Linked DNA regions of Rattus norvegicus: regions 2, 3 and 4 are each linked to region 1. A link is a contact called in public Hi-C data. All regions are on one chromosome and are shown on one strand. Each heading gives the region's core, a stretch centred on a gene start, on an enhancer-like site or on the middle of the called end of the contact. The rest is flanking DNA. Distances are from core to core; before and after follow the strand shown.

The links. Hi-C and Micro-C count contacts between places; a contact is called where the count stands out from the background.
Region 2: a Hi-C map of hepatocytes shows a contact between it and region 1, with 2.3 times the contacts expected there. The contact joins the promoter of Cope here to the promoter of Rex1bd in region 1. A contact is called at or near these places in 6 of 12 Hi-C or Micro-C datasets (the A7r5 cell line, the Rat2 cell line, hepatocytes and 3 more).
Region 3: a contact with region 1 is called in a Hi-C map of mammary epithelial cells, with 2.0 times the contacts expected there. The contact joins the promoter of Upf1 here to the promoter of Rex1bd in region 1. A contact is called at or near these places in 2 of 12 Hi-C or Micro-C datasets (hepatocytes and mammary epithelial cells).
Region 4: a Hi-C map of hepatocytes shows a contact between it and region 1, with 1.9 times the contacts expected there. The contact joins the promoter of Comp here to the promoter of Rex1bd in region 1. A contact is called at or near these places in 11 of 12 Hi-C or Micro-C datasets (the A7r5 cell line, Schwann cells, frontal cortex and 6 more) and 1 of 1 datasets of contacts at active chromatin or transcription factors (oligodendrocytes).

What each region holds. Positions count from the first base shown.
Region 1 is chr16:18,952,228-18,959,302 of GRCr8, forward strand. It overlaps Rex1bd (required for excision 1-B domain containing), which reads left to right and starts at 3,796. Exons shown (of 5, transcript NM_001399434.1): 1 at 3,796-3,883; 2 at 3,961-4,043; 3 at 4,583-4,787; 4 at 5,523-5,599; 5 at 6,053-6,267. The coding sequence starts at 3,812. The coding sequence ends at 6,125. Uba52 (ubiquitin A-52 residue ribosomal protein fusion product 1) reads left to right here and starts at 397. Exons shown (of 4, transcript NM_031687.3): 1 at 397-434; 2 at 1,169-1,282; 3 at 1,412-1,498; 4 at 2,289-2,553. The coding sequence starts at 1,180. The coding sequence ends at 2,485. It overlaps Crlf1 (cytokine receptor-like factor 1), which reads right to left. Exons shown (of 9, transcript NM_001106074.1): 8 at 6,967-7,009; 9 at 6,468-6,750. The coding sequence ends at 6,737.
Region 2 is chr16:19,155,319-19,162,393 of GRCr8, forward strand. It overlaps Cope (COPI coat complex subunit epsilon), which reads right to left and starts at 3,719. Exons shown (of 10, transcript NM_001399438.1): 1 at 3,551-3,719; 2 at 979-1,041; 3 at 1-14. The coding sequence starts at 3,676. Ddx49 (DEAD-box helicase 49) reads left to right here and starts at 4,035. Exons shown (of 13, transcript NM_001115023.1): 1 at 4,035-4,175; 2 at 5,177-5,300. The coding sequence starts at 4,061.
Region 3 is chr16:19,108,077-19,115,151 of GRCr8, forward strand. It overlaps Upf1 (UPF1, RNA helicase and ATPase), which reads left to right and starts at 2,462. Exons shown (of 24, transcript NM_001427359.1): 1 at 2,462-2,957. The coding sequence starts at 2,742. LOC120097369 (a long non-coding RNA gene) reads right to left here and starts at 2,279. Exons shown (of 3, transcript XR_010058650.1): 1 at 1,614-2,279.
Region 4 is chr16:19,085,680-19,092,754 of GRCr8, forward strand. Comp (cartilage oligomeric matrix protein) reads right to left here and starts at 3,869. Exons shown (of 19, transcript NM_012834.2): 1 at 3,788-3,869; 2 at 3,488-3,573; 3 at 3,017-3,068; 4 at 2,487-2,656; 5 at 1,605-1,742; 6 at 1,362-1,436; 7 at 1,127-1,285; 8 at 941-1,045; 9 at 749-856; 10 at 233-392. The coding sequence starts at 3,863.

The DNA of each region.
Region 1 (7,075 bases), core at 2,546-5,045:
CACCATGATGACAAAGTGCCTTCAGTCGCTGAGTCTTCTCACTGGCTTTGGACAAAGTGGCTTACTCTGAACCCCAGCCAACCTGGTAGGTAGTGCAGGCTAACCTAGTACTCACCGCAGTATGCTTGCTGTGCTGACAGCACAAGGCTAGCAACACCTCAAACAAAAACCATGTCTGAAAGGCAACACAGGACCCTCCCACAGGAGCGGCTGTCACGTGCTGAAGGTAAAGCTCCGCCCGGAAGCGGCTCCAGACAGTTTGGCTTCTCCTGCCAGGGCCCAACATGGCGCCCGGCGAAGCTCGGGACCGGACGACGTGCGGCGCGGATTGTGACGTCGACACGCAGCGTGCTCAGTGCGCAGGCGTCCTGAGAGGAGACTAGGGGGTTTCCGGTTCCGCTGTCCTCTTTCTCTTCAACGAGGCGGCCGAGCGGGTTGGTGTTGGCCCCGTCGCTGACGGGCTGGTGGCGCCTGGGCCGGGGCCGGGATGCGGCGGGAACCGGCGAGGGGACTGTAGGGGTCGCGGGTGCCGCTTCGGCGTCGCGCATGCTCGGTGGAACTCGACAGCCGGGACCTGGGCGCGCAGCGGGCACGCGGCGGTCCGACCGGGGAGCTGCGGGCGGAAAGACCAAGAGCTCGGACTTTAACTACAGAGCGAGTGCTGGGGCTGTCCTGAGATAATATTGGGCTTTGGTTCTAGTGGTGGCTACAGATGGGGGGGGGGCGAGTTAAGGGCTAGACTGTGCTTGGGGGCTTGTGGCCACCCAAGGCTGGAAAGTTTGCCTTGGTTATACAAAAAAAAAAAACACTAAAATATTGGTGGCGGTGCATTGCTCTCACTTAAGCACTTGAGAAATAGGTCACAGTGAGTCTAGCCTGCCCTACTTAGGAGAAAACTGCTGTCCGATCCTTCAGTTGGAGGGCAGAGGACCAAGCCCATTGCTAGAGTAGGATGCTGTTGGGTGGGACTTACGGTCCCAGCGGGTGGTGGTGACTGAGAAAGTTGAGACAGGGCAGAGTGGGAATGCTGAGCTTCAGTGTGCAGCAGGACTGGGTGGTTTGGAAGTAAAGGTAGCTAAGAAATAAGCAGTCTTGGGTGGTTAGTAAAAGACTAGATAGTTCTCGGCCTTCTCAACTTGTGACTCATGTGTCTCCTTCCACTGTGCAGCAGACGCCAACATGCAGATCTTCGTGAAGACCCTGACGGGCAAGACCATCACTCTTGAGGTCGAGCCCAGTGACACCATCGAGAATGTCAAGGCCAAGATCCAAGACAAGGAAGGTGGGCTGTGCTGTTGAGGGCTCTGTCCTAGGGGGTGGGAGTGCTTGAGCTTGGTTGCCTCTGGGTGACTGGAGTGGTCTCAGCTACTACTGGAAGGAGCTGTAACCAGCCTGGTTTTCTGGTGCACAGGCATCCCCCCTGACCAGCAGAGACTGATCTTTGCTGGCAAACAGCTGGAGGATGGCCGCACCCTGTCCGACTACAACATCCAGAAAGGTAAGGGCTCTATTGCTTGTAGGTGGGGCTGACTGTGGACTGCTGTTCCAGTCACCTGGCATCTTCTCTATGTGTTTACAGTGGGAATGTGTGGTTGTTGTGAGCTAGGGGAAGAAGACAGCTTTTTGAAATAGGTTCCTCTCAAGCTTTGTGTGGGCTTCAGGGCTTGAGCCCAGGTCACTAGACAGGCCCATCTGTGTGCCCTTACTTGCCACGCCTTTACTTCTGTCTTTTTGTTATTGTGTCAGCTTAGGCCCAGAGTGTCTAGAAGAACTCCTTTTAGCTCGTGTTAGCTTCAAACCCATTTGAGCATTTATTCCGATGTTCTGTGTTCATGTCACCACACTCAAACACAACACACACACACATACATTGTGTGCATCTCTGCATAGCACTGACTATTCTGTGCTCAAATCCCGTGTGCCATTACGTCTGGCTGCCTGTTCTCTGTGTGGGTGTGTGTAAGCCTGAGTGGAGCACCGGGGAGTGAGGTGCCAGTGTGTCATGGCACCTGGATGCTTGCTGTGCTGTGTAGGGCTGACTGACTGCCACTGGGCATGTCTCTTGCAGTTTGACTTGTGCTTGCACGGGACCCATAAAGCTCCCCGATGCCAGCACCGTAGTGACCGCCCCTTCTTCTGGCCTCAGTCTCAGTTCTTTACTGTCTGGCCTCTGTGGAAGAATCTTTGGGGTGTGCTCCTTGGGGTTTTTTGGGCAGCCCACACCCTGTCCTGTGTGAGATCTACCCTGAGCTGCCCGGGCGGGACTCAGCTTTTGTCATCTTTGACAGAGTCCACCTTGCACCTGGTGCTGCGTCTTCGCGGTGGCATCATCGAGCCGTCCCTTCGTCAGCTTGCCCAGAAGTACAACTGTGACAAGATGATCTGCCGCAAGTGCTACGCACGCCTGCACCCCCGTGCAGTCAACTGCCGCAAGAAGAAGTGCGGCCACACCAACAACCTGCGCCCCAAGAAGAAGGTCAAATAGAGCTGGGCCATACCTGGCCTGTGACCCCGGGACCAAATAAAGTCCCCTTCCATCGACTGGAGCAGTAATTGGTGTCCAGAGTGACTGTTCTGTTCAGGGATATGTGGGGAGTGGGGTGCTCCCAGTGAGAAGGGAGCTCACCATATAGCCCAGGCTGCACTTGAATATTGCGGGCTGGGATGGCAGACAGGCCTCTGCCACACCCAATTTAGGCCTTTGGTTGCAAGTCGGTTAAAACTTGGAACCCGTGTAAAGATAGAGCCCATGGTGCTGCTGTAGGGAGCCAGTATGAGGAAGCAGGCTCTGGCCACATTGTCATTATGTAGTCTCAGCTCTGATGTGTGGGGACCATGGTTTAGGATCTCTGAAAGGGCAGTTTACCCAACTCAATACTCCATACTCAGTCCTCCATACGCCAGTTAGGATGCTGCCTGAGCAACATGATCCAGGCTCACCATCAGCCCTGTTCTGTCAGACATGACACTGGGGGTCACAGGAACATAGAAAGCTATGGGCTTGTGAAGCCATCTCACCCACCTTTGGTTTCGAATATCAGGCACACTTGCATGAGTATAGCTTCGTACTCTAGGGGGCCTGGCACATTTTAGCCCATCCTGGGGAGTGCTAGACCAACTGTGTTGACTGCAATTGACTTGAGGTATTCAGTCTTCCTTGTCATTTCAGAGGTTCTGTGGGCTTGAACCTGGTTGTCAGCAGTTTGCAAATCCCCGGTATATGTGCAGCCATCATTCCATCCCTAATGTCAAACGGGGAGAGAATCTTTCAGAGCATTCAACCACTGGGTTTCCTAGGCCCAGCTTTATTTTTTTATTTTTGGTTTTTCTCTAAAGCCCTGGCTGTCCTCAAGCTCCCAGACATCTTCCTGTTTCCCCAGTGCTGGGATTAAGGGCATGCATTATTATTGCCCTGCATCCCATTTCAAAGGTGTAATCTGAAAGGATGGACTGTGTGCACTATATGAGGCGACATCAAAAGGGGCATTGGTTGTACTGAAGGCAGGTGTGAGTGGCCATGTCGATAGTGGTGTTGGGTCCAGCCCTGCAACACCAACTAGTACTCAGCCACTGACACATCCTATCCCCTAGCTACATTCTTAGCATCGCCCGTGCAGAAATACTTGTAGCTTCAATTGTGACCTTGTTTGATACCCGCCTGTGAGGATCCACGGATGTACAAGGAATCCTGGAGCTTAGTTCCTATAGAGCTAGAGTTCAAAGGCAGCCAGGTGCGCGCGGGTTGGTCGTGGACCTCCCGGCCAGCAGGGGGAGCGGCGGCCGTTCCCAAGCGACGCTGGACTGCGCAGTCATGCTCACCGCCGCCACAGAGGTGCTAGCTGCTGCGGATGGCCCCGGGTCTGCGGAGCCCACGTGGGCCTGGGTGAGCTCGGGTGCTGGTGCGACGGGTGCGGGGCGATGGGCGATGGGCTCTGGCTTCATGGCCCCACACCTCCGTAGAGAGATGCCCCGATCGCTACGCTGGTGCAGAGGATCCAGCAGCTGCAGAATGAACGTGCACAGGCCTTCCGCCGTCTAGACCAGTGAGCCGGCTGGGCTGGAGGAGGGGACGGGCCCTAGGAGAGCTTGCCAAAGGGGTACTTGCTGAGAAATGGCTGGAGGCGGGACTGGATGGACCTATGTTGTGGACTTGTTTGGAAGAGTTGGGGAGATAACCAAGATCTGGTCCAGGAGATGGCGGGAGTGTGGTAGCCCGGAGCACAGCGTACTTAGAGGCGAGGTCTAGGAGGGTGGGTAAAAGGGTCCGTGACACTGAAACCTGTCGGGAGGACGGAGTCTACTCCGAGAAAGGGTGGAGCTGGGGGTGTGGCCCATTGTATCTGAGTAGAGCAGAATAGGACTGTGGGCGTGGCCTAGGGGGAGGCGTGACCCTCTGCCTGATCCTTAGCTTCTCCGAGTGCAGAGATGGGTAAGCTCGGCCTCTGTCCTGACAGCAGGTCTCCCAGTCTGTGGGATTCAGGTTTGGCTCCTTCGAGTTGGGTGGGTCTTCCAGGTGACTAGAGCAGGGAGCTTGGTCTGCGAGTCAGGGGTGTTAGTTCAGCATCCTCCCCGCCCACCGCAGAGCTCACCGTCAGTACCTGCTCAGTGATCTGCACCATGACTTCCCGAGTTACCGGAGTGTCGTGCATGAGGTGACCCAGGCCTTCGCCGCTGCCTCGTGCGAGGTACTGGCAGTGGAAGCGGAGCTGGCAGGGCCTCGAGCGCAACCGGTGCTCGCCCGCCACGTGCGCAACCTTCAAGAGCTAGAACAGACGCGCCTAGCCACGGTAAGATCACCGCCTCTCCTTCAGAATGGGGCATGGGCCACAACCCATTCCCAGCCACCCCGACCTACTACTATTTTTGCCACACACCTCGGTGCATTTGGGCCCTCTCCTGGTTTTTCCTGTCTGCCTGTATTTCCCTCCCAGATTTTGCTTATTTATACCAGCCCCTCAGTAAAGCTGCCCTAAGAACCCTGGGGACCCAACGCATCCACCACTGTGGCTGCTTAAGTCCCTCTCTAACTCTGGGTTATCACCGTTGGAACCCACAAACTACTTCCACAAATACCCACAGACACTTATCCTTGGTCCTTGACCCAGATCCCAAGGCTCCACGTACCCTAACCTAGCCAATGTTAGCAGAGGAGAAGCTTGCCCACTGTAAACCATGCACACATCGGTCGATCTTTGGTCTGGAATTCTTAGTGAAGAACCCCAAACTCTGCAGAGTCCCAGATGTATCACCATCCTGTAATTATAACTTCCTGTTCCGCCACTGGGGTGGAGGCCACGCCTACCGTACCTGTCACCATTCTCTGGCTTTTCCAAACAATGAAACTATTTCCAAACTGTTTTACAAACTATGAAACTATTTCCAAACTATTCAGTACTGCCTTCCACAGGAGAACCCTAAAAGCAAACCCTCCCACTCAAGCTCTGCTCTCCTTAGGGTCCACTCCTGGCCCTCCTTCCCTCTGTGTGGCTTTTGTCTACTGTCACTCCCATTTCCACCTCCAGGTGGCGCTGCTGCAGGTGATGGGGACACCAGGAGTGTCAGAACAGGACCCTGAAAAGTTGCACCAGCTGAAGATAAAGTGAGCTCCGTGGGCCCCGCGGCCTGCCAGCTACCTTACATTGGCACCTTGGTGGGAGAGGGGCAGGCACTCTGACGTCCCAGATACATGCTTCCTAGGATGTGCCAGCATATCATGTCGCCTACAGTTTCTATTGCTTTCAGGAGTTTGAACATGATCAATCCCACTTGCTCCCCTGTGTGAACCCCTACAGTTCTATTGCAGGTCTCTAAGCGTAGGCAGGCATGCATCCCGACTTACTGGTGACATGTACCCCTTCCCCCCACCATGGCCTTTCCCATGAGCCTTCTGTGACCCACCGAGCCACCCAGCCTCCTGGGCATGCTCCCAGGCTGGGCTTGAGGTTTGGCAGCAGGCTGGAGGGCCTGCCATTGCCCCCCTCCCCGCTAGCTGTGCAGCTCAGCTAATTCACCCCATCTGGGTTTTATTTATAGTTTCCATCCGCTCTTGTAGGGTAATTAAAACCATGGAGGCCATCAGTGAGGTTCTGCAGGAACTCAGGTTTGATGCCGAATCTGCCGAGTGAGGGTGGCTCCCCAGGGACCAGAGGAAGACGGGAAAAGAGGCCCATGGCGTCCGGCCCAGCCCTGACCGCCAGCTGGCTGAGGTCGTGCCCTGCTGGGCTGCCCTCCAACGCGCCTCACGCAATAAAGAATTCTCCCTCTGCAGCTTTCTCATCGGCTCTGTATCCTGGAATGGGTCGGCCATCTTGGGGGAGGGGATTCCTCAGGGGAACAGGGAGAGCAGGTATAAGATTTCACACCCCCAAGGAGTTCGGGACAGGTAGTGTTCTAGGAAACAGGACTAAAATTTAGACGTGAGGGGGCTGTACCAACCCTCCAGAGTACACAAGCTCCAAACATACTGGCCACCACGGGACCTGAACAACTCTTTTCTTATTTATTCAAAGAGACTCTTGGAGGGTCCTGCATAACCCTTGTCATTACTCCAACCCTACCCATATTGGGGTACATCCAAAGTTGACCATCATGTGGCCAAAGCTGTGGTTGTGGGAGCTCATTGTGCCCCAGCCCCTGGTTTGTTTCTTCATTGCCCCAAAGTGACAGTACAGATGGTCTCCAGTTCAGGTGAGCCTCCAGGTCTGCATCCAGCAGGAGGATGGCCTATCCTCAGAGTTTAGCCGGCAGGACCTGAGGGCAGAAAAGAGGCCACATTAAGCCTGGGAGTCTTGAGATGACTCCCTTTCAGCAGCTGGATGATGCAGTGAAGCCTGACGCTTCCCTGTTGCAGCTAATAAATACAAGCTAAATGAGCGAGTGCTAAGAGCTTCCCGTTGAGCAACACCAAGGGAGAGGGAGAGGCCTTATCTAGACTGCCGCAGTCCCCACTCACCCGTACTCCCTTACCTCTCGCCGCACCCCGTCTGCCCGAGGGCAGGATCCCCTCGTCCTGTGCTTGGAAAGAAGAGTGCAGTGTTGTGGAGGATACACACCGGGTCCCTCTCCTCCTCAGCTC
Region 2 (7,075 bases), core at 2,469-4,968, 200 kb after region 1:
ACACCATACTTCCTCTACGGTCATAGGTGCATGTCAGTCGTTCCTACCTGGAGGCTTCGTATTCCCAAACCACAGCCAACATCAGCAACCCGCTGCTCGAGCCAACAGTGCCATGAGCATCAGCAGCAAACGGCAAGCTCCTCATGTCTCCCCTGCTGCCGTAGCTGGGGATATGTGTCAGCAGTGTGGGGACAGAGGGCATCTGCTGTGCTCCACCTTCCCCCACCTGGCAGACCCCTTCCTGACACCTATGGCTACTTTTGGAGCCACCTATCTTTCTCACCCAAGCTGCTCTCATACTTGCAGCAATGCCCCTGCCTCAGCCTTCTAAGTGCTGGGGATTATGTGTGTGTCGCCATGCCCTGTTGAGAGAGTTACACGCAGTATTCCCCTGACCCACACAGAGCATGAAACCTAGGCTGTGACACACATTTTGTGATGAGGCTGACTGGCAGGCTCCTCCTGGGCACCTGAGCCCTGCCCTAGGCCAGAATGAAGAAGACCTTTTCAGAGGTCACTAGAAATCTATCTTTTTGAGCAGGATTAGCTGTGTAGCCCAGGGCACCCTCAAACGTGAGCTCCTCCTGCCTCAGGTGCCCAAGTGCTGGGACGACAGGTCTGTGCCATCTTGCACGGCTTGGGGGCTGTTTTTAGAACAAATGGGTGAAAATACACCTCACTGTTTTATGTGGGTAATGGTAGCACAAAGGAGGTGGAGGCTGGAGAAGCAAGGTCATCCTGGGCTACATAGTGAATTCAAGGCCAGCCTGGGCTATGTGAGACGGCTGCCAAGCCTGGTGACCTGAGTTCAATTCTCAGGACCTATACAATGGAAGAGAATGGATCCCCACAAGTTGTCCTCAGACCACACATACCCAACCCTCCCCATGATGAAGCATGGTGACCCAGGCCCCTGGGTTGACTGTCCACAGCTTTCCTGCAGAGTACCTGTGCCCTTCCCAGGCGGCCCACACTCACCTGTGCGAGGTATGCTCTATACAGGAAGACATCCCTCTCGACTTCTCTCTCAGGACTGGACAGCTGTGAGGAGATTTGTTGAGTGAGGCTGAGGAGCCTGCTGGGAGCTTCCCTGGTGCACTCAGGCTAATAGCTCAGGGCCTTAGCTGGAATCCAGGAGGCCCAGAAGCCCCAAAGGAGCCTCCACAGAGGGCACAGTGTAAAAAGCCTGATCTTATCTCAATGAGGCTGTCATCACCCCAGGTATCAGGGCACAGTGCCATATGGCTGCAGCAGCAGCAGGGCTGCATGCCCCAGCCCAGAAAAGTCCTACTGAGTTTAGAGTCCAGGCTGATCATGAACTACCTGAAATCTTCCAGCCTCGGCCTCCTGGGTGTGATACCTGGGGTGAGGACAGGGTGATGATATACTGTGTTTTGGGCACACAGGCTAGGCCATTCTGTGGTCGGTGGATACACACATTTATTTTAGTTAGCACCCAGGACAGAGTCTAATGATCCTCCTGCCTCAGCCTTTGGAGGAGCTTGGACCACACACCGAGGGGCCCCTGATCACTGCAGTCTAGCAACCAGCAGCTCTCATGTGGCCAGAAATTGCAGCAGGGAGAGGCCCTGCCTCAAGCCACCTACAGTTCTAGAGCTCTCCCTGCCTGGAAGAACAGATGGTGACCAGGCCACCTGCATGCTATCTGAAGAGATCCTGGGAACTCAGCAGAAGGACCAGCCTGGACTATGAGACATGCTGAGGGCCCCAGGGAGACTGGGCTGGCTGATGTCGGAGGTGGGGCTGCTGTGTACTTGTGGTAGGTACTAAAAGGGAAGATGAGAGAGAGGGAGCACAAGCTTCAACCAACACTGGGCGAGGACATAGGGTGGGGCATCTGACCAGTACACAAGAGTCTTGATGTCTCCCTAAACCTGAAAGGCATAAGGAGAGGAAGGAAAGATGCCGGTATCACAGAGAGTCACTGAAGTAGCTTGCTGGGTCAATGACTGGTGACTAAACATTTATTGTCCCGCATCCCTAAAGTTCAGAGTCCAGAATCAGGAACTTACACCTAACCACATAAGTCCTTAAAAGCAGAGACATAGAGGAAAGGGACCTATGGGAAGGGAGATAGAAGAGGTCCTAAGGATGACAGGACGCCACATCTGGCTGTTCTGAGATGGGAGAAGAGCCTGGGACTAGAGAGAACCTTCTAGGAGCTAGATGTCTTCAGTGAATACAGAGCCGCTGGGAAAGCTAGGAAGTGCTGCTTGTCCAGAACCTTAAGAAAAGAGAGCTTTGAGACCAGTAAGAACAAACCTCCACACACTACTCTACACACTTTACCCTAGCCACACTCCAGCCCATCATGCCCTGACCCTGGAATGCTACGCTGTTTTCACAGTCAAAATAGCCAGGCCTGAGACTACCACTTTCCTGGTTGCCTGCCTGGCCTCTGTTGCCGAGGCTACTGCACCTAGAAAGCCTGGAGTTCCATCAACTCTGTCTCTCACTGAGCCCAGCAGGAATGCTGTTTTCCACACACATGCAGAGAGGGATCAGTGATAGGTGATCCTGTCAACAACACAGGCTGTTGCAGACAATTCCCATTTTTAATGAACTAAAGACAAGCACAGGCTTGTCATCCTGCATCTGGGAGGGCTGAGGCAAGACTGCTGAATCTAGGGACAGCCTGGGCTACGTGCGACTGTTTAAAACATAAAACAAAGCCAGGGCTGGGATTTAGTCCGTAGAACACTTGCATCAACGCTGTGCTTCCCACCTCCAGTACTGCATAAACTGGGGCTGGCAGTGCACACTGCAATCCCAGTACTCAAGAGTGGAAGCACAAAAATCAAGAATTCAGTGTTCTTCAGCAAGATGAGGAATTCGAGGCCAGCCTGGGCTAAAGGAGACTGTCTTCATTTATAATCGGACTTCTCTTTTTTTGGGGGGGTGGGGTGGGAGGGCGAGGAGGGTACAGTCCAAGCCAGGATTTTTCTGTGGCACCCTGGCTGCCCTGGAAGTCGCTATGTAGGTCAGGCTGGCCTAAAACGCAGAGAACTGACTGCCTCTGCCTCTGGGTGCTGGGATTTAAGAGACGCGACACTACCTCTGGCTTGAGACTGTTATTAAGACAGATTACAGTATTATCCGACTGACCTAGAACCCCTCATGAAGATCAGGCTGACTCTGAACTAAGAGATCAGCCCGCCTCTGCCTCCCAAGTGCTGGGATAGAAGGCGTGCACCACGATGCCTGCCTAAACACTTAATGAAAGGGGAGTGAGGAGAAACGAAATAGTAAGAGGTTACAAGATAGAGCCAGTGGCGCACACCTGTCACCTCATCATTACCCTGACTTCAAGTCAGCCTGGGCTACGAATTGAGCTATCAATCAACTAATAAAATTTTGGAAGCTGGGCACAGGGGTGCACGCCTGTCAGCCTAGCACTCAAGGGGTGGAGACTGAAGGCGTAGGACTTCAGGTCAGCCTCGGTTACACAGTAAGTTCAAAACTATCCTTGACTATAAGAAAAACCGAGTCCGCCGACCAAAACCTCAGAACTGCTCCGCACGCTGCCTACCTTCACGCGCTGCGCCTCGTTAATGCACTGCTGGTAGCTGCCGATGTAGAAAGCGTTCTTCACGTCGAACAGCTCGTCTACCTCTCCAGAGCTGCCAGAGACCGCGCCGGGAGCCGGAGGAGCCATGTCACCACCCCTCTAACCGGTCTTCTTCCTGGGAGACACGTAGGCCGGAAGCAGGGACCTGCCGCCGGGAACTATGGGAAACGTAGTTCTATGGGACCAATAGGAGGCGTTGAAACAGAAACCATGCAAAGCCTCCCGAGAACTATAGATCGGATTCGATGAACAAACACAAGGTTTTCAGGACCAAAACACTGAAAAGCGGTCGAAGCTGGGATTGGTTGAGGGATCTGGAGCGGGTGGCTGCGCAGTGGCTCTCCGTGACGTCACATTCATCTGCCAGGGTTCGTTCACAACTTTCCCAGGCGGGACTGCTCCGGGTGGACGTGATGTACCATTCACGCGCCGGAAGTGCTCACCACTAGGTTCTCTACACTAGTCTGAAGCATGGCGGGGTTCGCTGAGCTCCGGCTATCGTCGTGGCTGGTGGAACAGTGTCGACAGCTGGGGTTGAAGCAGCCCACGCCGGTGCAGCTCGGGTGCATCCCGGCCATCCTGGAAGGTGAGTCCTTGACTCTCTTTTAATGCCTTTCTTTGTCCCCTCTTCCTTACCCCGGGTCCCACGAATCAGGACAGCATTGGGTGTTTCAGAGATCCTGACCCGCAGCATTGGCATTTAGGCTTCGACTGACTCGTGTGCATTGTCATACAGGTGATGGATGGAACCTCTGAAATTTTCGTAGAACCCGAGCATTAGGGAGAGTTCGGTGAATGACTAAAACGTGGCACTGGGGCAAAAAAAAGGGGGTGGGGAGTAGAACTGGCCTTGACGTAGCAAACAGAAACAGAGGCTGTCAAACTCCAGGCTCCGTGTTTGTGTCAGTGCTCTTCAGTTCAGCTCACTTTTGCCATTAAAGAGGCATCCTTGGAGCCGAACGTGGTCATCTCTCATCTCAGTCATCTCAATACCGAGCAGGAGGATCAGGAGTTCAAGATAATCCTCAGCTGTGTAGCAAGTTGCAAACCAGCCTGGGATACTTGAAAAATTGTTTCAAACAAGCAGTCATAATAACTGTTGGAAATTAGATGATGTTCAAGGGATTAGTGAACATAAAACAGCTTTTAATATTCTATTCTGCAGAAAAGGGTGCTGGCATTGAAAAAAGGATAAAGTAACTGGTATACTGATTTCAAGCAAGTTTTCGAAGCTTTCCCCCCAATCCTGCAGGGCTTGCCCCCTTCCCAAATTCCCCACCCCATTGGTCCATTGGGGCCCCAACTCTTATCTAATGAATAATTTGGGGCTTGAAACTGCCCCCCTTTTATAATCATAGGCTCAGTCACATAGCAGACCACCTGTAAGTCTCCAAGTCTTAGAATTGTAAGACATGCGGGTGCCAGCCACCAACTAAGGGAGAGAAGGGCCCAGCACCTCCTACTCACCTGTAACTCTAATAAACTGTAAGCAGACCATACCCATCTATTTCTTACAATAATGAGTGAATGCTCACAGGACCAATCATGGCCTTTCTTCATGTTAATACTGCTTTGCCGTCTGCCCAGGTCGGGACTGCTTGGGTTGTGCAAAAACAGGAAGTGGCAAGACAGCAGCCTTTGTACTTCCCATCCTGCAGAAGCTGTCTGAGGACCCTTATGGCATCTTCTGCCTGGTTTTGACACCCACTAGGTGAGCCTCTAGCACACGGCCCACATGTGCTTTCTTGAAGCAAGTGCCTTGACCTTTCCAAGTTGCACTTTCCTCATGTGTGAAATGAGATAAGAATCACTCCTTTCTTGTGGTGATGCAGAATCAAGCAGGAATAATGGGGTGTGTGAAACGTTCCTAGGACTCAGGAGGTAGCTGGCCAGGGAGGAGCTACCAAATCTAACAGCTAGGGAAACAAAGTGATATTATTGGGCCAGCAAGAGTGCTAAGCAGCCAGAGGTGTTTGCCTGCAAGCCTGATGACCTAAGTTCAGACCCCAGGGACTCACCCACAGGGTGGAAGGACAGAACTAACTTCTGCAGATTAGCTTCTGACCTCCAGCAGAGCGGCGGAGCGCCACAGCATGTGTACACCCACATGAATAAATAAATGTAATAATGTGTTTAAAATATGTTGTAGGTGTATAGGTTCTGGTGTGCATAGGTTGAGAGGCCAGGGAACAGAAAGGATCCTGTCAGAGCACCTTGAATATGGGCCTCAAACGTCACACAGAAGGTGACATGTGTTTACATGTGGGCCAGAGGTTAACATCAGGCATCTTACTCAATTTCTCTCAGCCTCATTTTATTTGAAGATTATATATGCATATATATTATGTATATTATATATAAACGAGGTCTTCTGCAAGAGCAGTAACTTGCTCCGAACTGTTGGCTCTTTGTTTTTCAAACTTCCTTCCACCACCGCTCATCCTCCAGGGTCTTACCATGTAGCCCTGGCTGTCCTGGAACGCACTCTGTAGACCAGGCTGGCATTGACTCAGTGATCCTCCTGTCTCACTCGGCCTCCTGAGTGCTAGGATTAAAGGTGGGCACCCTGCCAAAGGTTTGATTAACGTGCACAGGTCAGAAGAGGGCATTAAGTCCTATTAGAGACAGTTGTAAGCTACCATATGAGTGCTGGAAATTAAACTCCGGACCTCTGGAAGAGGTCTTAACTGTTGAGCTGCCTCTCCACCCCCACCTTATTTTATATTTATTTCCTTTTGGATTTTCTAGAGAGGGTTTCTATGTGTAGCTGTGGCTCTCCTGGAACTCACTCTGTGAACCAGGCTGGCCTCAAATTCACAGAGCTCTGCCTGCTGTTGGAGGATATTTTATCACACTGTAAACCCTAAGATTGTGCTATTTATTTGTCTCAAGTTGTAGTGTGGTTCAGCCTTAGCCACACATCTTTAATCCCAAACAGTGAAGGTAAAGTTAGTTTGTAGAAGGAAGCACCCATTGTTTGAAAGTGATACCTAATTGAGTGGCAGACAAAGTGACGAATCAGAGAAAGATTGACAGACTAGCACATGCCCAACTCTCAGGAGAAGAGGAAAGGGAAGCTACTTGAGGGGCAGAGCAGAGGGAAGGAGGCAGTTTTACTGGGACAGTTGTACAGAGGCAGGTTGCAGAGAGAGAGCAACTAGACACAGGTGAAGACAGAACGAGCCAGAAGATTAGAACAGATTGCCAGCATTAGTATGAGGCTAAGCAGGGCAACTCAGGAGAAGCAGGGGGATGGTGGTGGTGGTGGGGAGCAGTTTGAATCAGTCAGTGTGGAGAGGGAAGAGGTCAGAACTAGAAAGGATGAGTTATTTCAGCAGCAAGTCTCAGAGGCTGAAAACATTCTAGCCCTAGATAAGACTGTACGGAGGCTAGAAGCTTCCAGGACTAGGCCTTTATTAGCAGACAGGCAGTAAGTCTTGGAGACAACAATTAGAGCTGAGACATGCCGCCAGTCTCCCTAACATT
Region 3 (7,075 bases), core at 1,212-3,711, 150 kb after region 1:
AGGCCAGCCTCAGAGTTGCTCAGTGGGTTATCTCTTGAGTGCTGGGGTGGGGTAGGGTTCAGGTGTGCACCACCACACCCAGCTTGTAAGGAGTTGGGGGTAGAACACAGGGTCCTGTGCATTCAGATAAACAGGCGTCCTATTCAGCTACCAGCACTGTACAATAACTGAGCTCCAAGCAGAGCCCCAGCATCAGTCCTTGGGTCACTTCATTATCTATCTTTCCTGTCTTGACGTCTGAGACCCAGCAAGTGGGTTCATCTCTCCAGAGCGTGAGGTCACAGACCATAGGTCGGTGTATAATTACAGGTCTGGCCATTTTTCCTTCCTAACAGAGTCCTTCACTAAAAAAGAAGAAAAGGGCTGGAGAGGTGGCTCAGCACTTAAGAGCAATGACTGCTCTTCCAAAGGTCCTGAGTTCAATTCCCAGCAACCACATGGTGGCTCACAACCATCTGTAATGGGATCCAATGCCCTCTTCTGCTGTGTCTGAAGACAGCTACAGTGTGCTCATATAAAATCCTTTTAAAAAAAGGTTTATATTAAAGAAGAAGGAAGAGGAGGAGAAGGAGGAGAAGAAACAGTGGCCCCACACTTCCTCTGTGACCTCAGGTTCTTAACAAAGTATACATTGCTGTGACACTGGGACACTGTGGAGAAGTCTCAGACATGCACAGTATGGGCACAAGCCTGTGTGTGCAGGCCATTTACCACAGGCACCTGTAACATCAGACAATGCCATGTGTGCCTCTTCAAGCCCCAGCTTGTGTGAGGCAGGATCTCTTGTCAGCATTGGATATTGCAGGCTGGCCTGCCCCAAGCTTCTGGAGACCCTGCTTCCCATCTTCCCAAAGAGGAGCTGGGGTTACAGGCACATGTCCTCACACCCCAACATTTACATAGGGTCTAGAAATTTGAGCTCGGGTACACTGCGCCATGTCAACAGCCCCCTTGTTTTGGTCTTTAAAATATATTTTAGTCTCTTAAATTGTGTGCATTGAGGCTGGAGAGATGGCTCAGTGAGCAAGAGCCTGTTCTTGCAGAGGATACAGGTTCAATTCCTGGCACCCACAGGCAGCTCACGACCATCTGTAACTCCATTTCTCTGGGGATCATGTGCTCTCTTCTGGCTTCCAAGGGCACTGCATAGACATACATGGTGCACAGGCATGCATGCAGACAAACACTCCTCCATCTCCAGAGTCCTGGGCCTGGGCCTCTACACACAGCATCTTTTTTGTGTTTTGAGATTATGTAATGCTGGGTGTCCTGGACATCGCTCTGTAGACAAGACTGGCTTCAGAGTTAGCAATCCCCCTGCCTCCGACTCCTGAGTGCTTGAATTTTAAGGCACGTGCCACCACATCCAGCCCTGTACTGACTGGGAGAGCCACCTCAGCAGAGGCAGCCACCCTCCTGGGTTTTCCCCTCCCAATAAATCTCCTATGAGGTTTGTTGTGTGCTGTGACTTTGTTGTATTCCTTGGCTCCCAATTGCCAGGATACCTTTTGGAACACAGTGAAACACTTTCTCTGGGGAAACCTCCCCTGCCCAAGCAGAGCGGATCCACTTCTGTGGGGGAAGGCCTTTCCCTTCAGAGCTGCGACACTTACACATCCTCCACTGAGAGTGGGAAGGTAGCACAGGGAGGAAGGAGTGTGTTCCTCTGAGTCTCGATTCTGGCTGTGGATGCTCATCAGTTGGTGGCCTTTGCCTAGCATACAAAAGCTCTGGGTTCTGTGGACAATATCGAATGTACAGTCATCGCACCACCAGGGGCTTTGAGGCAGGAAGATTCCCCAGAGTTCCAAACCAGCCTGGGTTACTATATGAGGCCCTCTTTCAAAACAGGCTAGAGAGATGGCTCAGAGGCAAAGAATTGGCTCCCAGCACTTACAAGAGGGGCTAACAATCATCTGTAACTAGTTCTAGAGGATCTGACCCCTTCTCAGCGATTCCCAGGCTAGCCCGGACCAGTGGGACTTGATCTCAAGATAAAAGAAAGAAGCAGTTATCTTCACAGGCTTCAGGAGTGCCAGGGGTAGCAGTGACTACCATTTGGCAGAATCCCTGCTCTCTACTCATTCAATCGATGAATAGTAAAGATGGCCACGAGTCAAGTGGCAGACGGGGTAACTAGAGCTCAAGGAAGGCAGATGCGCGGTCCCTGTGCCACAGTTTCTACACCCAAGACCTTCTGGAAAGAGCCTCAGTTAGCACCTAATGAACATGCAGCCCAGAAGCCTGGCGGTGAGGATGTCGCAACCCCGCATGCGCATCACTAGGCAGCGGTTGGGGCGGAGCCAAGTTCGCGAGCCCAGGTCCTTTAGGCAGTTGAAGGCCCGCCTCTTCGCGCAGGCGCACGACGAATTCCGCCCTCCCGCTCTGCTCCTAGTGCCCCGGTGCGGTTGGCTACTTTCCGGGAGGGACGCGCGCGCCTGCGCCGGCGTCGGGCTCGCGCACGCGCACCGCAGCGGTGGCGGCGGCGGCGGTTCCTGTCCAGGGGGCTGAGAGCGGCGGTCGGCTTTGAGGCGAGCAGCGTTGCGGAGGGGCGCGGCAGCGGCGGCGGCAACTCAGAGCTCGGAGCCGGAGTCCGGGCTCTGCTTCCAGAGGCCGGCTCGGAGCCCGCCCGGTCCTCAGGGCGGCGGCAGCGGCTGCTCCGGGTTACGGCCTAGGCCTAGGCGAAGCCTCGGGCTCGAGTGCGGTGAGGCGCCGGCGGAAGGCGCGGCCCGGGCGGCAAGATGAGCGTGGAGGCGTACGGCCCCAGCTCTCAGACACTCACCTTCTTGGACACTGAGGAGGCCGAGCTGCTCGGTGCCGACACCCAGGGCTCCGAGTTCGAGTTCACCGACTTCACCCTACCCAGCCAGACGCAGACGCCCCCCGGCGGCCCCGGCGGCGCGGGAGGCCCAGGCGGAGCGGGTGCAGGCGGCGCGGCCGGCCAGCTCGACGCGCAAGTGAGTTGAGCGGCGCATGGCGGCGCCGGAAACCGGGCGGGAGCGGGAGCTGCGGCGCCAGGTCTCAGTTAACCAGCCCTGGGCCCCTGTGAACCTGCGCCAGGTCCGAGTTTGTGCTGGTCCGAGCTACCGGCCCCAGGTCCAGTTAATAAGCCTGGGTGTATGCTTCCTACTCTGGCTCCTTAAACAAAATCCCTATTGACCATCTCTAGTTACCCACCCTAGATTCCTGTTTAACTGCCCAGGTACCTGCCACCTGCCTTGGGTCCTTGTTACCTGTCCTAGATCTCTGCTACCCTACCCTGGTTCCCGTTTACTTACCCCTTTCCCAGATCTCTGCTTCCACCTTCAGCTACCTTTTCCAATACCTCTCCCAGGTCTACCTGCCACAGTCATTGCCATCTGCCTCAGGTCCCTACTACATACCATCTCCTCTAATTCCCTGCCTCTTGTCCTAGCCACCTGCACCTAGTCTCTGCTACCTGTCCTGTTTTCCTCCACCCAGCTAGACTGGGCAGTGACCTGCATTAGTGTCCCTCCTCCTGTATAGCACAGAATCTGCTCCAGCTCAAGGCTTATGCCAGAACTGCCCTCACTCCCCTTCTAGGTGGGTCTAAGGTGACCTACACTAGGTTTCTCTGGCCCTAGTGCTATCCTCTGGACCCACACTGTCCTCCAGGGTCACCTATTTGGCTAGTCCAACCATCCCATCTCACCCTCTTGCCACTTCCATCCACCACGCCTCCAGCCAGGGTTCAAGTTTGGTGGAGGGGCTCTCTGGAGCAAATCTAGGGTTTTGGCGCCTCGGGTGGAAACAGCCCACTTTGTGGCTGGTTAAGGTGGCTGAGAGACAGCTGCTGGTTCGTTTTTTCCTTCTGGGTTGCCTGTTGCTGAGACCAGTGTTATGTAACTCCTAGGCTCTGCTTGGAAAAGTTGGGTTTGAGTTTTGTTCCTTAGAGGCAACCACAATGGGTATCACACGGGTGACTGTGCCCTGGGGAGGGGCTTTTGTTTTGAATGACAGACTGTCGGTGTAGGCTAGGGACAGGCCATCCCTACCTCCCTGTCAAATGGCTGGCTTGGTGTTGGGCACCTCTAGGCTTTGTTTTCCTGTATTCTCCGGGGAGCTGCCGACTAGAGCCACAGGTGTTCTTACAGTCCATGTGTGTGCTTAGGGCTAGGGAGCCACCACCAGTCTCCAGCAGTGATCTCAGACCGAGTTCCGGGAGGGCCTTCGAGCTGGCTGGTTGAGTCATATTTGTGGGTAGACCACCCACTTGGGCTCATTTTCAGCCCTAATAGGAGAAGAAGGCTGAGTCAGCCCCTACTGCGGTGCAGGATCAGGTGTGCCTGCGTGTTGTTTCTAGCTATTTACCTTTAGCGTAAGGAGGTGGAGAGAGGGCAGGTTGCCTGGAGGAGTGAAGTGGCCCAGAAGGCCAGTCCTCCTGTTAGTTTCCCCACTAGGTAGACCTACTTACCTACCTTCCTTCCTTCCTTCCTTCCTTCCTTCCTTCCTTCCTTCCTTCCTTCCTTCCAGCCTTATGGGCCTGGAGAGGGGCACTGTGCAGCAGGCTGTGATGGCACAGCTGGGGAGACCAGGAGTGGAAGTGGGGTGCTTCATCTCAAGGTCTTTTAGCTCTAGCTAATGTACAAAGCAGACTTGTGCTATGCGTGTGCTCACATGGGTGTGCCCTGCTCCGCCAGTTGAAACCATAGATTGAGCCATGAGCTGCCGCCCACCTGTGGCCTCTCATCATAAGGGAGGGAGGGAGGGAGGGAGGGAGGAGGGAAGAGATGGAGGAAGGGAGGAAGGGAGAATGGGAAGGAGGGAGGGAGGGCCTTCAATCCTGTATTAGGAAGACCTGTATCTGTGGGCAGAAAGTGAGCAAAATTGGAAAGTGGAAAAAATCCTTTGCACACCCAGTGTCCTCAGCCACCAAAAACATTGCTTTTCGTTATTTATCCTTGGAGGTGAATGGGTCACACAGGGGATCCTAGGAGGATAGACCCCCTACTCAGTAGGTTGAGCTGCCCCTGTGGGCTGCTGGCAGTTCTCTTCTGGCTTTATTGAAGCAGAATCATGGAACCTGCATATATCCCTGGAAAGCTGACAGGACAGTGGCCTTTTGGGCCACCATCATTAATACCAAGTAATGTCTCAGCATCCTGAGTCCCTGTACCCCCAGCCTCTCTCTTCAGCCACCAAGAATCCTGTGGCCTCTGTGGATGTGAATGTCTCAGGCCCTTCCTTTGCTGGATAGATGGCATAGTATACTTGTCCTGTGTCTCTCATGTTTGTGGTTCATTACTTTGGAGTGCAGACAAACCACAGGGCCCTGTTGTTACTGTCATAACCTGAGTGCCCCTGTGCTGGTATGTGTTGGTGTATTCTTTTTGGGACTGAGTGGCTGCACTGCACTGAGCCGGAAGGTACCTTGGGAGAAGTTTATAGAGGAAGAAGCTTATTCTGGAGTCCTGTGTCCCTCTGCATGTGTGGCTCTGGATACTGACCCTGGGAATTTGACCCTGAAGTCTAGAGGTAGAGGACTGTTGGCTCAATGTTGGAGAACCCCATTTTGTGTGTGAAAGGCCCTACTGTTCATTAGAACACTTGAGGGTCCAGGAAGAGTGTGCTGGCACTGTTTTGCAGAGTCCCTGAGATAAGACAGGCTGGTTTCCCCGATCTTGACTTTCAGATCCCTTTTCCTTAGAGAACCAAGAGGCGACGTGAGTTGTCACTTGAATGCAGGCTTGTGGGAGAGACCCCTGGTCTCAGCTCCTGAGTGCTGCTGTCACCTTTCTTTCTGACAGTGAAGTCGGTGGGAACAGGACCCACTAATGGAGAAGAAGTATCAGGGCTTGACTGTAGACACTATCAGGATAAGAACGACCAAAGAGGGAGCTGGGGCCAGGGTAGGGGGCACCAGATAGGATTGAGTTGCCCTTGTTGGGATGTGATGGGTCTTTGGGGACCTGTGGCATCTCCACTGTCACATGCTTTTTAGCACATAGGCCTTCTGCCATCAGTGAAATAGCAAAAATCAGAATGCTAGAAAACAGATGCCACTGTGTGCCCATACTGGAGACTTAGGATTTAATGGCAACAAGGACTCTGATATGCTCCTGTGCTCCAGTACCTCCTGGTCTGTCTTCTTCACAGGGACCTATCATCCCGTCCAGCCTCACTGTCCACAGGCGGCTCCTTAGCCTCATGGGCCACATCATGCCTGCTACGGTTCAGCCTCCTGTACGGTCCCATTGTGGGTGTGTGGAAACCTGTCCTCTGTTGAAGTGCTGAGGCTCTGAGAGCAGAACTGTGGGTGCATGACTATGACATTTGTCATATTTAGCCCCTTCACCCAGCTCTGTCTTACTAGGAGAGAAGTGAGCAAATCAAGATCTCTCAAGGGCTCTGCCTCTGTGAGCCCTCCTCACTGCTGGGAACAGCTGTTATAAAGTGAGACAGTAGTCACTGTGGCTCTCCTTTGGTGCAGTTCCCTGGGCAGCACATGCACCCATGAGGCCCATTGGCCAGTGGTCACAGGTGAGGCTGACGGCAGCCCCGAGGCCCTCACGATGCTGTGGCTGGGACTGGCGCCACCTCTGTACCCTCAGGTGTTCCCACATGATCTCTTGACAGCCTGTGGCCTGGCTTCTACCCTCACAGCATCTTTTTTTCCTTTCCTGCATGGTGGATTGGTGGAGGAAGGCCTGACCAGCTGCTCATGGTGCCCACTCTGAGACACTGAGAGGAAGGTAGCAGGATGACCTGAGTGCCTGTGGCAGCCTTTGGGGGTCACCAGCCTCGATGAGTTGGGAGAGCGTGGCCTGGATGTGGTTGTGCTGTGGGTACTGTGATCTGTCTTGGACAGAAGGGCCTTGAGCAAGGCTAAGAGGAAGAGTGGCAGAGGATGGATGGCACTGTGTGACTCTGATGGAGCCGTAGGGAAGCAGGGGTCTCTGGCAGTGCTGCGTGCATGCCTGTGGACATGTGTAAGTTGCCTGTAAATGAGGCCCTCTCTTTTAGTGGCTGTTGAGCCCCACCCTGCCCTTCTGGGCTAGCGAGAGAAGAGGCACCTAGAGCCACAGGTGCAGGATTGGTGGCCCATAGCTTCAAC
Region 4 (7,075 bases), core at 2,619-5,118, 130 kb after region 1:
GTCCCGGCCATCCCCTGCTACGCATCTTGTTGAAGCTCACCAGGGATGTTAAACTGGACAACCACGCCACTCATGCCTCAGCTCTCCTCTCTACCAGAATGGCTTCCTGTTTCCCTCTGCTTAACTCTAGCCACATCAGGGCTCTCTAGGCCAAGTTACCACTCAGTTTCAAGTTTTGCAGGTACCTCCACTGAGGGATGGGTCCCACCCTCCACTCCTCAGTCATGCTCACGATCGCCATCTATGTCGTCGTCGCAGGCATCGCCCTGGCCATCCCGGTCTGTATCTTTCTGGTCATCATTCTTCTGGGACCGGCAGTTGTCGCAGGCATCTCCCCACTTGTCTTTATCCGAGTTGCGCTGGTCTGGGTTTCGAACCAGCGGGCAATTGTCCTAGAAGGCAGGACGAGTAGAAAGCAAGGTCAGCATGGGACAGAGATCATGTCCCAGTTGCCTGGCAGGGGAGTAGGAAAAGCCATAGTTAAGTCTTCCCGGGAGCCTACGCGATGTAAAGAGAGAACCGACTCCTGCAAGTAGCCTTTTAGACCTCCACACACAGTGTCCCACTCGCGAGCACACACTCGCGCGCGCACATACACATAAGTAAATGTAATAAAATTTAAAGACCACTTCCCAGACCAGCCCATCTCCAAGAAGGTCTGGTCCCTCCTCCGGAAGCTGGATAACTAGCGAAAGCCTAGAGGTCACGCTGCCACCAAGCCCCGCCCACGGACCCTACACAGCCTTACTTGCTCATTAGGGACTCCATCCCCGTCCGCATCCGGGTCACAAGCATCTCCAATGCCGTCCCGGTCCACATCCTCCTGCCCTGAATTGGGCACCGTCACGCAGTTGTCCTGGGGAGCGGGAACACGGGGGTGAGGCGCGTGTCTATCTGGCTCACCAAACCCTCCCGGTCACGCCCTCCCGGCCACGGCCACCTTGCGGCACTGGCGCTCTGAGCAGCGAAGCTTCTCGTCCGGGAAACCGTCCAGGTCTGTGTCGCGTCCGCACAGGAGCCCGTTGCCGGCCCAGCCGACCGCACACTGCATAGGGGAGTCGGTGGAAATGTCCAGGCACGCCGGAGCCCCGGGACCCTCTTCCACGCCCTATGCTCCTGCACTCACCACGCAGGACCTTGAGCCGTCGCGCTCCAAAATACAGTCTGCTTTCTCATGGCACGGGCTGGGTGACCCGTCGGGGCAGAAGTGTTGCCCACGCCGCTGGCAGCCTGACCTCTGGTCGCCCACGAAGCCGGGCTGGCAGGGACCGCACTGGAAGGAGCCCTGTGCGCAGGCGCGAGCCGTCAGCGGGCCACCCACTCACGCCTTGATGGGGTCAACCTCACGGTCCCTTCCTTACCCGGGTGTTGACGCACACGGAGTTGGGAACGCAATTGTGCTGCCCGGTCTCACACTCATTAATATCTGTGCAAACCTGGGGGACGGAGACCACAGGCAGACAAAACACGTTTCACACGGGTCACGCCTCTTTGTAACCTGCGCCCGCCCCCCCTCCAAGAACTTTCTCACTAGAACGAGTTTTCTGGACAAAATGCCTTTCATTCCCTCCTGCCGTAAATGTAGGGTCCCTTGCTTCCCTTACTTGTTTGTTGGTCTTGGCGAAGGTCAGCCCCACACCCTCGTGGGTGGGCCCGCTGAACCCAGGGGGACAGGCTTCGCAGTGAAAGCCAGGGCTGGTATTGATGCACCGCACGCGCGGGAAACAGGGGTGAGCGTTGCACTGTGAGAAAGGAGCACACAGGATTAGGAGCCCAAAGCTGGACAGAGAGAACCCGGACCTTGGGGCTTCCTGGATGTGGCAAGGGGTTTGTTTTGTTGGAGGCAGGATCTCACTGCATAGCTCTCCCTGCTCTGGAACACACCATGTATACCAGGCTGGCCTCGAACTCAAAGGGATTGGCAAGCCTCTGCATTTCAGGGCGCTTAAGAGCCATCAGCCAGCTCTTGAAGTACGGTGCCACACGGGATAAAGAACCCGAGGGTCGCTGACGACTTTGCCTTCATGGGCATGGAGTTGTGACCTCTTAGGGATGAGAAAATGAACTTGGGGGGCGGGCATCCCCAGCCGAGGGAGGAAGTGGCCGCCTGGACCTGCAAGCACGGCAGCGATCACCCCGTCGAGGGCGACTCTCCAAAGCAGACACGTGGTCCGGGCGAGCAAGCCCCAGTGGTGAGGGGAAGGGCTGGAGAGAGCCACCCCCGGCGTCCAAAGGGTCGTTGGAGTGGGCGTCGATATGGGCAAAAGGCGTGGTCAGAGCGTGCGTCTGATATAGTGATGGAGTTGAGCTGGGTGGGGCCCCCCTGCTAGACGTGAGGTCTTCTGGGTTGGAGTCCCGGGCTGCGAGGGGCTGCTCCAGGAGAATACCCTCAGTGGATGAGGGGGACGTCGTCTGGATGGAGGGAATTTGTGGTGGGGTCGGCCCGGGTAGGAACAGGACGGCGGGGGTGTGGGGAGCCCGCGCACCTCATTAACGTCGGTGCAGTGCGAGCCGTTGCCGGTGTAGCCCGGAGGGCAGGGGCCGCAGCGCGCGCCGGTAGCTGTCTCCGTGCAGACTACGCCAGGGAAGCAGGAGCCGGGTGCGCAGAGCGGCACTGGCCGCACGCTCAGACCGGGGGTGCGTGCGGGCTGCATTCCTGCAGAGCCACAGAAGTTAGGGCACGCCCAGGATAGGAGCCATCCTGGGCTCCGCCCGGAGGAGGTGCCTGTCCGGCCCCGCCCACAAGATGAGCTTCTCCCGCCCAGGGTGGGGCCGTTCGGGACCACGCCCCCAAGGGGCTCGAATTAGCCCACGCTGGGACTGGGTATGTTCGCGCGTGCGCCCTGCGGCTGTGCGAGCCTCCAGCCTTGTAGCTGATCTCCGCGCATCTCCCCGCGTCCAGTCCGCTGGGTCGCCGTCCACTTTCGCCCCCGCCAGCCTCCTTTCCCAGCCCTTTTCCTCCTTTCCACTCTGTGCCCCCACCCTTCCTCCGCCCCTGGGTCCGGGCTGTGCTCACCGCAAGCGTCACATTCCATCACCGTATTCTTCAGGAAGGTGATCTCCTTGACCTGCCCGGCAAGAAGTCAGCGGGACCCTTTCCCAAGCCCCTCTCCTCGGTCCCCCTCCTCTTTCCACGACCCCCTTCCTCGGAAGCCCGGTGCCCATAACCACCTCCTTTAAATCTGCCTTTGTACAAGCGCGTTCCGGAGCCCCTGTCTCCCTGTCTCTGACCAGGTTCATCCAGTCCGGCATCCTGTCCCTAGCCGTTTCCATCCGCTCTGTCTCGCGCCCTGTCAGCTCAGCTCTTGCGCTGTTTTCCTCTGTCCTTTTCTGTCCCTTCTGTTCCCTTCTCGTCACCGCGATGTTCCCCTGCACCTGTTCTGACCCGGCGCTGTCTCCCTCTCTGTTCTCTACTGTCCTCAGCCCCCTCTGTGTGCCCTGTCCCTGTTCTGTCTCATCGCTGCTGTCTGCCTCTCTGTTTCCTTACCTGCTGTCGCAAGAGCTCTCTCACGTCTTGCAGCGCCGCATTAGTCTCCTGGAGTTCTCGAAGCATCTGTGGGGCTAGGTCTCCACCTGCGTCCACAGGGGCCAGTGATGGGCGACCCAACCACTCCATCACCCCTCCCGCCTCCTCTAGGGCCATCCAAGCTCCACCCGCCGATTCATTTTTCAGGAACCCCGGACATTCCTGGAGAGCGGACCCCAAGCTCCGAGGAGCAGGAATCATGAGCCTTGAGGGAACTGAGGGGCCTTCTGTCCACCCATGCCCCTCACTAAGCGGCTTTACCCAGCGGGATCTGGCCCTGGCCGGTAGCCCGCAAGGCAGCCAGGGCGAGCACTAGAACGCAGGCAGTGGGGCTCATGTCGACGGAGCTGCAGCTGCTGTCTGAGCCCTCAAGCCCGCGGCCTATTTATCCCCGCGCTGGGTCCGGGACAGCCCCCGCGGCCCTGCCCAGAGCCCGCCGCAAGGTAAACAGGCCAGGCTCTGCATTCAGGGCCGCGCCCCATGGCCCTGCGGGATGACCCGCGGCTGATCAGTACCTGGTGGGGTCTGAGGAGAGAAAGAGTCATGAGCCTTGGAGAGTCAAGTGGGGTTCTCCAACACTCTGGTTCACCATTGAGTGCCTGCTGTATGCAATACAATCTCCGTCCGCCCCCTCAGATAACATTGGGGAAACAAAGTCACAAGTAATCAAAAGGTCTCCCACTCTGGCCCCCACACCCCCTTCTGCAAAAGGGGTCTATGGGTGTGGCTCAGTCCGGGTCAGCAGGAGGTTGTGAGGGATGAGGGTGTTAAGCCTTGAATTCCTCCGCACCCCCACCCCCACCTCCAAACAAACAATCCTCAGTAAATGATGTCTGTGCCTCAATTTCCCCTTTTGCACAGTTGAGTAAACAGTAGCGGTGCTGGGGATGGGTGGAGGAGGGAACCTCAGCTTCCCTGGGTTCTCTTCTCACTGGGCTGCGCTGAACTTGGCTTCTCAGCCACTGGGGAGACAGCCTGTCATAAAAAGAACTGAAAATTTTCCTTTCCCGAGCCAGCCCCACTCTGAGCTGTAAAACACCTCAGCCTCCAGGAGTTTTAACCCTCTCCACCTGGCCTTTCAGGACTCACAGCTTACAGTCTGTAGAGAGAGAAGCTGGGGCTCGGGGGAGGGGGACTGGCCCACTTGGGGCCACTGCAACCCAGGAAGATCCCTTGTTCCAAGAAGAAATCATGGAGGGCTGCCTGGAGGAGACAGATAGTACAAGAAACAAAGAGAATAAAGGCCTTAGATCAGTCATGGAAAGCAGTGAGGTGGCTCCAGTTGGGGGGCGGGGTGCGTGTTGGAGGGTGTGTGTGTAGATGTCTGGTACACCCATGTTTTACACAAACAAATGTGCCTGTTGTGGGTCACATCCCCTGCTAGGTAGCTAGCTGCTGGGGGACAGACACTGGAAGGAAGCAGTTACCAGGCTCTGTCAAACGCAGCCGAGGTGGGTGTGGAAATGGCTACACTAGGACCCAGAGGCAGCAGGGCTATAGTGGAAACTGCTCAATTGTCCTCAGTAGGAAAGAGGCTGGGCTGCAGGATAGACCTCAGGTGTGCTGTCAAGATCTTGGGGCTAGCAGAAAGCAGTGCCAATGTCTTAAGGCCCAAGGTGTCGTTGGAGTCATGGGGGTGGGGTGGGGATGGGAGCAAAGGAGGGAAAACAGTCCTGCAGAGGAAGGTGGCTGTGTTCAGAGAGTCCAGGTCCCCATGGCATCCGCCCTGCTGGCTGAGCTACCTCCTGTTTTCTTTGGCTCCCAGCACACCTAGAGTTCTTCTTGCTGACCAGCACTGGAATCCTTCAGAAAACCACCACTGCTGGGCAGACCTGTGGCCTCCGGAGTGCCTCCTGCAGCTGAGGCAGGAGCACACAGCAGCCTAACGGGTGTCTGCCACAAGTTAGGCACGGGGCTGGGCCTCAGGGCCACGTGGCTTGAGCCCTTCAGGGAGTTGTGGGAAAGGGAGTCAGGATTGAAGGAAGGACAAGAGTGGAGGCAGTGCTGAGGACAGAAGGGAGGGGAGTCAGCCTGACCTCACCCCTGTCTGCTGGCTCCCAAGGGGCAGGGACCCTCTCCCAGGCAGCTTGTAAGTGTCCTGGCTTCCCTCTGAAGGTATCCTCTTGCCTGCCTGCCTGCCCGTGCCTCTCCTCTGTCCTTTCACAGCAGACATCTGCTTCTCCAAGCCTCCAGTGCTGTCCGAGCATGTCTTCCTGTGTCTTCCTGTGACATAATATTGAATGTTCATCTGTATATCAGAGCACTCTCAGCCTGTGAGGATCACTAGTGAGCTGGCTCCCAAATCAGCCTGGCTCTGTAACTTGGAATTTACACACCGACTGTTCTAAATGGGTCTTGCTTCAATTGTTTTGTAAGTTTGGTTGGTTTTCTATTCTTGTGAGGGTCTTCTGTAGCCCAGGCTAGCCTCAAACTTACTCTGTGTCCAAGGATGATCTTGAACTTCTGGTCCTTCTGCTTCCGTTTCCTAAGTGCTAGGATAGACTGCAGGTTCCACCCAGCCAGAGGTGGGGTCTATCCGTATTTTCCTCTAAGGAGAGATGTCCTAGCTTAATGACCCACACCCAGATCGAGGGAGCTAGATACCCACACACACACACATACACAACACCCCCTATACATGCAAACAATCCCATATTAGACCCACATACACACAACTCCCCCTCACCCACAAACACACACACACAGCCCCCATATTCACACAACACCCTACACACACACACATCCTCAGCCCCCCCACACCCACACATGACCCCACCCATACACACCCGCACACATCCCTTTCCACATGAATCCAGACTTAGCTCTGGCCCTGGGCAGGCAATAGCTGTGATATTCTGGAACTCATGAGTCTGGGCCAGTCTTTCTTCCCGACATCCAGGCTGAGTGGTTCCAGGAGCCTGGCCAGGCGGGGCCTGCTGGTGGAGCCCAGGGGCCCTTTCTGATTGACGCCTGCTGGGCCAGGAGACGTGTGGCGCCCAGGCTGCCTGCCACCGCCCAAAGGAGAAATATGTCGGGCATGGCCTGCCCAGCCACAGGCTTGGTCTGGGGAATCCATCAAGCCAACAAGGGGGAGGGTCACTTAGTAATGCCCACATCCCAGGCCAGACTTACTCTCCATAAATAAGGACCAAATCCAGGGGTCAGGGAGCGGGTGTCTAAGGCCTGTGATTACATAGGCTGTCAGCAGGCGCCACCTTCCTCAGCATAGACCTTTTCATGCCGAACTTTCCCCAGATGAAAGATAACAGTAACTATAACGGTTACATTGTTACTGAGCAATTGCCATACTGTGTATGTGAAGGTCCGAGGACAAGTGCTGGGAGGAGAAGTTAGGTCATCAGCAAGTGCCTTCACCTTCTGAGCAGTCTTCCAGTGGAGAGCAAGGAGATACAAACAGCTAGTATTCAGAGAGTTGTATTTTACTCTGCTGAGGCTCACGTCTAAGTTCCTAACTACAATCCTAAGCCTGGCTCCCCAAGCAGCTCACCCGTGTGACTATGTGTCTTAGCTGATTGTCAGGTCCAGCGT